Linked DNA regions of Arachis hypogaea: region 2 is linked to region 1. A link is a contact called in public Hi-C data. All regions are on one chromosome and are shown on one strand. Each heading gives the region's core, a stretch centred on a gene start, on an enhancer-like site or on the middle of the called end of the contact. The rest is flanking DNA. Distances are from core to core; before and after follow the strand shown.

Region 1 (5,751 bases), core at 2,353-4,852:
TAGAAACATCATGTCATGAAACAATGGAAAATGAAAAGGGAATTCTTAAAATCTGGGTTGCATTTTAGCTCAGAGATGTTAAAGCCATAAACATAAAGATAAAGAAAATACATTGCAGCTGTTTACAAAGAACAGAGACCAACCTCGCAACGTTACGCCAGAGGCCACTAAAGCCTAGTACTATTTGCAGTGTTGAAGCAACAATAAGAGCACCCTGGATTGCCCGCATTATTCTCTTGAATTTCTGATTACATAAATAAGCAAATCAAACAGAAAAATGTGATCAAACAGTTCCAATCAAATCAGCACAAAATCCCATGTCTTTCTTTAGTGCTTGAATTGAATTGATATTCATCTGTTTACAATCAAATTAAGCATAGCAAGCTTCTAACTTTCCAATTATTGTAATAAAAAACAAACAAACAAACAAACAAACAAACAAAACATGTATACAAGTTAGGAAAACTATTCAAAACAGGTAACCCAGCTAGAGCGCTTAGGACACTTGTTAGCAAAAACCATAACATAAAAACAAAATATGCATAATAGAATAACAATTAACAAGCAAGTAGCAACACAGTAGTCTCCATCCAGTTTAAGTCTCATTCCATGACAAAGTACTACAGATATGTGTCCAAAATTAATTACGTACAATAATTAGGTTTACAAAAATACTTTGTACACACAAAAAATCAGCCATCATATATTTGTGTATAAATATATATGTAGTTTAACTACTTTTTTAATGTGTATTCCATAATGGTAGCTGATTTTAGTGCACGCCCAACATGGTTGTTGAGTTTAAAAATATCTTGATTATAGATAAATTAGATTGACTGTAAAAAGTCATCTCTCACTAACTCTTCTCTATTGATATTATTTTCCCACTTATCCTCTCATAGGCTAAAAATTTAAACTTATGTCAAAAATTTTTATTTGTATAATGCCTTTTTAAAATGATTAATTATGTCATAATCCATTTATGTATGTTTGATACTTTAGCTGAAAAGTAGTTTTAAGACAATTTATTATATTTGGAATGTGAGAAAAAGCTATTTTAAGTGGTATAATTACAAATATGGATATAAAATGATTGATTATATTATTATTTAACATTTGATAGTTGAGGTTAAATTGGCAAAATTATTAATCTTTTCCTTATAATCATATGCTCTTAATAGTTTTACTAGTGGAAAATTTTAATTAGTGCTGCCTAATTTCTTTCTCAATGGACACTTATTTTGGGCCAAAGTTAGTAATTAAAATCTTCATGAGAGCTTAGAAAAAAGCGAAAAAAATAAAAAATAAAAAGAGTGAGACATTTTAGTTTTGATCACACAAGACCTCTATGGGATCTGGTTCACCACTGAATCGACCGGCAAGAATTATCGAGATTGTGGTCGGAACAAAGGTATAAGATCCTCCTATGACTGCAGGTAGTCGAGTTCCAAACAGTGTTTGCAACAATGTGTTAATACCAGCTACAAATAGTAATGTTTGGATCACTTTTGCCTTCTCCTCCTGCACAAAGTAGAACAATGAATCTTTTTTTTTTTTTTCACATAACTTTTGGCTACGATGAGAATGTAGTATCAAACCTTATGACTGTATAGTATAGTCAATAATATTCCACATTAAATAAAAAATGCTGTATAATCAATTATCACTTACATTGCCACCTCCCATTTGAGGGACAAGAGCAGTGGGAATAAGCACAGTTGTTCCAAGCATCACAAGAAAATGTTGAAAACCAAGAAGTATGGCCTCAGCTGCATCATAATGTCACCAAAATTTCTCATCAAATTAGTTTAAGAATAAAAAGAACACAAAAACAAAATTGAAATCCCATGGTAAAGAGATTCTTAAAATTGTAACTGCACAGTAATTAACTACATATTTTATGAATAAAAGTAATCCAAAAATATTTTTCAAAACAAAGCATTTTTGGTGGCTACTTCGATATCTTTGTGTGAAGATAATATTATGAACCGTGAGTTAGTTTGACATATTTGACTGAACCATCTAACTGCTTGCCAAATTATTTTCACATGAAGATGTCTTCATAAAAGTAACCACCTTTTAAAAATAATATAACTATGTCAAGCGAACACAATTTAAAATTAAAAGAAATTTAATTACAGCAATTAAATTACCTTATGTTTAAAACACACTAAAATTTAGGAATGCCTCATCTATACACACTCCCCATAAAGTAAATTATTGCAATTATAAATGATTAACTTGACTACTTTGTTCAATAGTTCACTGTATAGTGTCGGTGCTGTACTGCTGTTCTTAAATGTACCTAAATCCAACAATATGAATAATATAGATTTTGTTTCTCTTAAAAAAATCATTATTCCTTTTATTTGAAGAAAATATAGAAGCAACAATTATAGCAATATGTCCTAAAAAAATGAAATTTTAGATAAAGGGCCTAAATTTGAAAGCAGCGAATGAAAATTTTTGTTACCAAATCTGGATCTGGAAACAACTGCGAAGAACCTCAAACATGAATGTAGTATTAAGATAAAAAATAATGTGAAAATATATTTTTTTTTTAAAAAAAAAAAAAAAGAGCACTCAGTCACACAGACATACACAACTTTAAACATGCTTCGACTCGCATAAAAATATAAAGTATCCAAGTTCCCCAAATGCAAAACCAAAAATAATAAACATTTTTTGTTTTTAAGAAATAATAATAAAAGAGTTGGTGAAAAATCAGGGACTCATGAATTAAAGAACCCAGAAGTTTGAAGTTTGTCCTTTCTTTTTCTTTTTCTTTTTCTTTAACATGAAACAGCTTTAAAGTGAGCTGATTTTTTAGTCAGTCAAAAAAGAATTAATATGGCATATTCTGGGAACTGAAAAAGAAAGAGCTTTTTATTCTTTTGAATCTAATCTAAGGTTAAATATTATTAATAAAAAGACTCACGCCATGGAGGTGGACTAGTAATGCAGTAAGAGATATTTGGTAACTGATCCTTCGGTGGATGTGGTTGTGGCTCATCTGATTTTCCTCCTCCTCCTCCTCCTCCTCCTCCTCCTCCTGCCATGACTCTTCTTTCTTTCTTTTTGTCTCTCCTTTCTAACAATCTAGACAGCTTTCAAAATGGCCAAATCTTAGAGAACGACCAAGATCCTTTATCAAAAGAGACACCACGAAGTAAAGAGAAAATGATAGTGTAACTAGAGAGTGTAGTTTTAGCTTTATTTTTGTTGAATATAATGCGATGGTTTGTGATATTGATAATCATAGCATAGGTATTTAACATCGATGTTAAGGGAGATTAAAAAAAGGTACCTTTTTTTGTAAATAAATTAAAGTTTGAGGAGGAAAATGATTAAGTTGAGGGGCTATAAAGTCAAAATGCAATATATTAAGTTGCCCCCACTAAGCCACCCACCACCCTCAAAAGGAGAAGAGAAAGAGAGAGGTGGTGTTGTTATTGTGGAGCGTGTGGTGGAGTAAAGGAAACTCAAAAATGGTAGCAGAAACAGAAACCATAAAAGGAGTGTAGACACTCTCTCTCTCTCTCTCGTATAAATTAAAATTAATTATTAGTATAAAACTATATATTATAATATAAAATATGTTATGAAACCACTCATTCTAAAAACTTAAGTTAATGGGAAAAGGTAATATTAATGGTTATATCTTTAATACTTTTCTTTTAACAAGAGCCTTTTTTTGGATTTGTTTGATTTTGTATAAACCTTTTTTTTTCTTTTAAAATATATAATATATATAAATATATAATGATTAATTTTGATATATAAATAATATTTTTTATTTATGAAATAGAAATAAGTAAAGTCATTTGATGTATAATAATTAGATTTGTTCACCTACAAAAAGAAAAAGCTATCATTTTTAGATTTGAAACTTCTGGGTTGTTTCTATCTCTCATTCGATGTCTTGATATGTTTGTTTGAGTGATTTAAAGTTTTGAAAGAAATAAAAAAAAGCATGTAAAGTAGAAAATTTATAAAGAAATGGAGATTTGTTGAATTATGCGTATGCGTAAAAAGGAAGTCTGTCAGGCAACGCGTATGCGTGATAAGCATTACAGAAATCACGTTAGACTTTTCATTAAATCTGACGTAAACATTTAGATAGAAGAATTGATCCGTCCAAATTTTATAAAGATCAAAAATTTAAAAATATTTTTTAATAATTAAAAATAAAAATATCTACAGAATAAAAAATCAAAAATTTATTTATCCTTTTTTCTAATTTGGAGATGTAAGCGTGTAGCTTAATTGAATGAGCTTATTCTTTCTAGTTAACTAAGTAGGGTTTCAAACTTTCAATATTTTTTCTTTTTGGAACATAAAAAATCTTTTAAAAGTCTCGCTCAAGTCTCAGTCATCCCATTGATTAAGCTGCTTAAGAACTACTGAACTAGCAAGGGATTAATCGTCCCACGTAAATATTAAGATATAGAAAAAAATAATAATAATACACATTAAAAGTATAAAATATAAAATATATATTAAAATATAAAATAATATTAAAATTTATAAAATAATATATATATATATATATATATATATATATATATATATAATACTTAATTTGATGGTTAATTTTTATATATATTATTTTTGTAAACATTTCTCCTCAGTCGTTACAACTTAAAACCTTCTCTGCTAACTCTTTTATCAAAGAAATGATAAAAGAAAGCAAATTATACACTTATGTAAAATCTTCACCTTAAATGCTACAAATATAAGATGACGTATTACTCTTAAGAGAATGATATATTCTATTCTATGATTATAAAGGGCCAGTTACAAATCAGGCTAATTTTTTTTTATATAAAAAATTATTAGTATCTTTGTTAAAAATAAAATTATTTAGTATAATTATATGTGGATGAATTTTTTTATAAGTAAAAAATTAATATAAAATATATATTATTATTCTGACAACACACAAAATACATATTAATTATGTATCATCATTCTGATAATATATAGATATATATTAGACATTTTTTTTATACTTCTATAATTCTGTAATATATTTTAAATATTAATATTTAATCAAAACACAATTTTTATCAACATATTAAAAATAATTTCTGTACAAATCAATCTATAAAATTCTATTACCAATTAATATCTATTACTAATTTGTGAATGAAATGAACCTCATCTCTCTTGACCTAACTTACTTTTCCAACAAACATTGTTCACATTGATTGTTCTGCTATGTACGGCGCCATGCTTGGATGTGAAAATCAAACATGATGTTCATGAGCATATGTTTTAGGTAGCCATTCTTTTTCTCATACACGTCATCTGTGAGCAATGATATCACTTCATAAGAAAAAATTTGTCTAATTCTATTTAAAAGAAATTGTCAAAAAGTTCATAAATTGATTTATTTATAAACAATAAAAATTATATGATATTACGTAAATTTTTATGTTTTTTATACGGTTCAAAATTATTTTATTTTATTTAATAGTAACGTTTATAATTATATATTTGTTATATTTAATGTTATATATATATTTATTTATTTTTGTAATAATTAATAAATATAAAATAAAATAACTTTAATTAATTTGAATTGATTTTTATTGTTTTCAAACATTTTTGTTTTATAATTGTAAAGAAACTAGAATTTATATAAGAAAAAAAATACTTGATGAAGGAACTTCGTAACTATAATAGTGTGTATTATATAAATGGGTAATGATGTATGTAATCTTCATAATAATATATGTGAAAGATACT
Region 2 (5,751 bases), core at 1,316-3,815, 57 kb after region 1:
TATGAAATTCGAATTGATAGCTCATTAATATTTTAAAGAAGTCTCGTAATTAAATATTTTGTTAGCTTTTTTTAATACATGAAATAAAATATATATTTTATTTTTAAATTATTAATTTTTTTAATAAATTATTAATTTTTTAATAAAAGAATGGGCAGAATTAAATCATAAGACCAATTCGAATCTCTATGTGCGCGTATGTGTAATTCGAATTAATGTGGGTGGAATTCGAATCAAGTTGATTTGAATTAGTGGGTGTGTGCGTGTGTAGGTAATTCGAATCAATATTAAAGGTGTAATTTAAATTAAGCTAATTTAAATTACATAAAAATGCACTCTTGATTGAACCCTATAACAATTATTGAGTTGGTTAAATCACGTAATTTTTTTTTCATAGTTTATACGGGTGATTTGCCCCATAATAATATGTATACTTTTTGTAATATATAAGAAATTAAAAACCAATGTGCTTTTCGCATTGTGCAATTTTAATTTTCTTATTAATTATGATTGTTTCAATTATGTTATTTTAAAAGGATTAGTTGAACATTCATGCATATTGATTGATTTCCCTGACAGCTTGTCTCTATTAGACAAACAAAAGCAAAAAGGGATTATAATTGAAACCCTGTTAGTAGAATAAATGAATAATAGAAATTGAGCTGCCCAACATTGTCTTTTTCTTACCCTTATTTATTTCTGTCTGCGTCACCTTTCTTATGCACTTTGAGGAGATGTCAAAATCATATTGGTAGACTATTATTATTAAGGTGGCAAAACGGGTCTAATTTTGTCAAACTCGCTAAAAAAGTGGGTCGAACTAGATTTTGAAACTTGTTAAATTTTAAAAATTCGCCAAATTTGTACTGCTAAATTTGTGAGTTTTGGCGGGGCGAGTTGGCTCGCCGGGCTAAACATTTTTTAATTAAATAAAAGAGTGATTATTACTACAAAATTAATAATTATATAATTTTTAAACATTTTTTTTCATTTTTTATTTTTATTCTTCTTTTAATTATTAACTTTATTTTATTTTATTTTACAATTTTGTATATATGTTTAAATTATGTGACTTATTTTTTAAAATAAAAATGGTTTTATTGATAAATGTTATTTTGAACAATTTTATTGAAGTTAAAACTAAAAAAAAAAAGATAATAAAAAAATTTTATATTATAATTTGATTATTTTTATTTGTATTTAATTTTTTAATTATTATTTTTGATTAATTTTAATAAATTTTATTTTTCAAAAAAAAAAAGTCAAGCGGGTTAATCCGCTAGCCCGCCAATCCTCCATAAAATTGAACAGACTAGTATTTTGAACTCATTTTAATTGACGTGAGCTGGCCTGTTTCGTTTATAATACGGGTCTAAATGAAATGGAACGGGTCTAAATGAAACGGGACAGATTGGGGCAAACCGACCTGTTTTGCCACCCCTAATTATTATATTTTGGATTAACCTAAAATGATGGGTATTAATATGGTAAAGCTGTTCGAATTACTAAATCTTAATTAATAGAAGGATTATTGGTTGAGAAAAATGAAAGCCCTGGGTGGTGTGTCCATAATATCCAAAACAGATAACACATCAACTGATAAATGATAATATTTTGGTAATCATTTTTTGCCCCTTAAAAAACAGTCATCATAAATTCATAATGTTGAAATCTACATATAATTCATTGATATATTAATAAGTATAGAACTATAGATATTTAAAAAGTAGTATATGAAAATAATAATTTGATTACTTAAATAATTCTTCAATATAATAATAACTGACTAATAATGTTAGGTAGTAGCTAATTTTTTTAGTTAACATTAATTATTTTTTCAAAATTATTTTATTTATCTTAATTCTAAATTCTAAATCATAAATTTTTAACTCTACTTGATTTTCTATATTTTTTTATTTATAAGGGTGTCAAAAGTGAGTTCTGTCCCGTTTTACTCAGATCCGGCTAAAAATAAAATAGACTAGTCCAATTCACCAAAGGAAATTGAATGTAATGTGTTAGTCCATCCTGTTTTACCGTGAGTTGGTGGATCAATACCCTAGAGTCCTAGACTGCCTAACTCTTTTTTTATTATGAAAGTAAAATTAATTAAAATGAATCTAACGAAAAATGATATGTGAAAATATAACTATAATTCAAACATAAAAAAAAGTCAAATTATAACACAATATTTTAATGATAAATTTGTCTGTCATAATATCTATGTTCAAATTGTGCAAAGAATAAAAAATATTAATTTCAACTTAATTTTCAAATAACGAACAATTTTAAAACATCAACAATATTTACAATGCAAAAATAGAAATAAAATTTTGTGATAAAAAATAAAAAAGGCAAATTTGTTTTAAGAAACCAGCTATGTCACGTAGTCTTTAAAATATAAGAATAAAATAAATAAAAAAATAACAAAAGAAGAATAAAATAAAAGAAAAAATGAGAGAAATGTTCTTGAAAGTCTTAGTTTTTAAATTATATATATACAACAAAAACTCTGGACTGGCAGACCCACTCACCAATCCCCGGCTTCCCCGCTACTAGTGTTTTTTTTTTTTTTGGGTTTGGTGGGCTTTCAATCTGGCACGCTAGCTGGCCTTTTTGTTGGGTTTTGCAAGTCTACTGATGGGTTCAGCTAATTTTAACACTCTTAATTATTAATTTGTGCTCTGCTAGGATTTTCGAAAAAATACGGGGAAGACGATAAGTTTAATAAACAATGTGAAAAATAAGTCTCCAAAAAACACAATGTGAATAATAGAATTAAAGTTAATGAATAATAGCTCAAATGGCATAGTCTCTCCATACTCAATTAAGAGGTTGCGGGTTCGAGTCTCATATCTTTAGTAAAAAAAAAAATATAATAAAATTAAAAAAAATTAAAATCAAATGATAATTAATTTAATTAATTTTAAATTTTAAATTTTAAAAAAATTTGTGACCTCCTTTGTGCGTGTGATTTTCGTTCTGTAGAACATTCCTCTCGCGCCATTTTCTTCTTATCTCTTTGGTCCGACGGCACCAAGAACACCAGCAGCCGCTGCCCAGCTCTCCGAGAACGTCCGAGCATGCACCCCCTTCATGCATATTGCGTCCTTCGCACAGCTCACCAACGCGCCGGCGCCGTGCAGGCCCCCTGAAGCTGGCAGGGTTCACCGTCCTAGCGTCTCCATCTGCAACATGCAGGGGACATATGTGGCTGCCGTTTCATACGTGTATCACCCCTCACATCTAGATGTTCATTTAACTATGATGGTGGATGGTTATTTCAGGCATTATGTATGCAGGTGGTCGATTTCGTGAATAATTGGATAATTATTTTTGTTCACAGATGTCAGATGTTCATTTATATACCTACTTAGATGGTTATTATTTTGGCGGTGGAAGAACGCAACCCCAGGGAGGATACCGGCTCGGGAGAGAGAGAGGCAAGCCGGGCACCAGGGACGCGGATGGACGCAGGCCTGCCTCGACGGGGGATGCCGGCGGAAGGCACAGAGACCCATGACAGGACGGTGGCGCCCGTCCGAGCGGTTGGGTTCTGGCGATAGAGACAGACGCGCGCATGAGAGGGGGCTGGACTGGGGTCGAAGCTGATGGACGGTGAGGGTGTTTCTGACGCTGGTGAGGTAGGATGGTTAGTGATGAATGTGGGGGGGCTGCCGGCCGGGGAAGAAAAAGGATTTGGGAGTGAAAACTGTTTGTAATTTAGGATTTTGATGGTTATTTTTGTGAAATAACTGAATAGAGTTTTTGAATTTAGGTTAATTAGTGGAGTGATTTATCCCTATTAGGCTAAATATCCAACTCATTGTTCATATTGTTAAGATTTCTCGTTGTCTCACTAGCAGAGTTGTTTTCCTTATGCCCTACCAGGATTTAAAAGTCTGTGTTATGTTGCTTAATTGTATGGATTTATAGATTGGTGTTTGTCCAAGCTATTGTTCTAATATCTCTGGGAGTACACACAGATGATGAGTAAATAGTCAAATTGGTCCCCGAAAGATAGCCCATTCTTCAAACGAGTCCCCGTAAAAAAAAGATAATAAAATTTGTCCCCGAAAAATTTAAAATTGGTAAAGTTAGTCCTTCCGTCAGTTGGATGATGACGTGGAGGGCTAATGCCACGTGTCACAATATGATTGGTTGACATGTCAGATCGGTGACACGTGGCATGCCACGTGACACTTGACATGTAAAAAAGTTATTTATAATCAAAATAGTCCTTGAAAGTTCAGACGTAAGTCATTTTCATCCCTAAAATTTTAAAAATTAATCAAATTAATCCTTGTATACTTTTTTTTATTTTTTCTTGATAATATTAAATTTAAAATATTTTTTGATACTACTAATTTTAATAGAAATGTAATTGACAATAAAAAAATTAGTAATTGTATCTTTTCTTCTTAAAAATTTGTTCAATAAAATTATCTCTCTCCTCTAATTCTTGTCAAAATCTCTCTTATTCTTTTCTATTCTAAAACATTTTTCTTACATTATTACATTTTGCTGGAATATATATATATATATATATATATATATATATATGTTACCCTAAATAAAGTTATATGCTCAAAATAAAAATTTATATATGTTAACCTAAACAAATTTAATAAAAATTTATACATCTTTTTTTTCATTACGTTATTACTTTCATTTAGATTAACATACATAAATTTTGATTTTGAGCATATAACTTTGTTTAGGTTATATATATATATTCCAACAAAATGTAATAATGTAAGAAAAAGGTTTTATAATAGAAAAGAATAGAGAGATTTTGACAAGAATTAAAGGAGAGATATAATTTTATTGAATAAATTTTTAAGAAGAAAAGATACAATTATTAATTTTTTTATTGTCAATTACATTTCTATTAAAATTAGTAGTATCAAAAAATATTTTAAATTTAATATTATCAAGAAAAAATAAAAAAAATTATATAAGGACTAATTTGATTAATTTTTAAAATTTTAGGGATGAAAATGACTTACGTCTGAACTTTCAAGAACTATTTTGATTATAAATAACTTTTTTACATGTCAAGTGCTACGTGGCATGCCACGTGTCACTGACCTGATGCCACGTGTCACCGATCTGACATGTCAACCAATCATATTGTGATACGTGGCATTAGCCCTCCACGTCATCATATGCCACGTGGCATTTAACGTGACACGTCATCATCCAACTGACGGAAGGACTAACTTTACCAATTTTAAATTTTTCGGGGACAAATTTTATTATCTTTTTCTTACGGGAACTCGTTTGAAGAATGGGCTATCTTTCGGGGACCAATTTGGCTATTTACTCCACAGATGATAGATCTAAAGGATGTATGTGCGCATGCTAATAATGTTGATTATCTTGACGATAATGAGCAAGGAATTGCATTCTTTGATGAGAAAATGGTGGATGAGTTTTCTAAGTCTGACTGCGAGAATCTTAACTAAACAAATCTTCAGAATTAGACAATTAAAGGTGCAATGAGATCAATCTGTTCTCATGTAGAGAGGTTCCACATAATGGATTCGCAAAGGTACATGTTTTCGTGCTTCTTTGCTAAGGAGTAGGGATTCTTTGACTTTTTCGAAACTACATTGTTAGTTTAAGAACACGAATGGGAGAAAAGGCAGATTTCTCAACAGCTCCGTATAGTTTTGGAAAATTGCAAGGCATTATAAATCAAAGGAACTAGGTAGGAGGTCGGGCGGAATATGAGTGGTCATGTTTGCA

The links. A called contact is a pair of places that touch in the nucleus more often than the background predicts.
Region 2: a Hi-C map of an unstated tissue shows a contact between it and region 1, with 4 times the contacts expected there. The contact joins the enhancer-like site here to the promoter of LOC112750689 in region 1. A contact is called at or near these places in 2 of 8 Hi-C or Micro-C datasets (leaf and an unstated tissue).

The regions. Positions count from the first base shown.
Region 1 is chr15:130,032,679-130,038,429 of arahy.Tifrunner.gnm2.J5K5, forward strand. It overlaps LOC112750689 (nucleobase-ascorbate transporter 6), which reads right to left and starts at 3,603. Exons shown (of 15, transcript XM_025799503.3): 1 at 3,308-3,603; 2 at 2,939-3,099; 3 at 1,672-1,769; 4 at 1,345-1,521; 5 at 144-244. The coding sequence starts at 3,059.
Region 2 is chr15:130,090,391-130,096,141 of arahy.Tifrunner.gnm2.J5K5, forward strand. No RefSeq gene overlaps it. Among protein-coding and RNA genes, the nearest start is that of LOC112752718, 14 kb to the right of the region's middle. Within about 2 kb of position 2,566, at least 3 of the 3 cell types and tissues checked have open chromatin away from gene starts, as enhancers often do.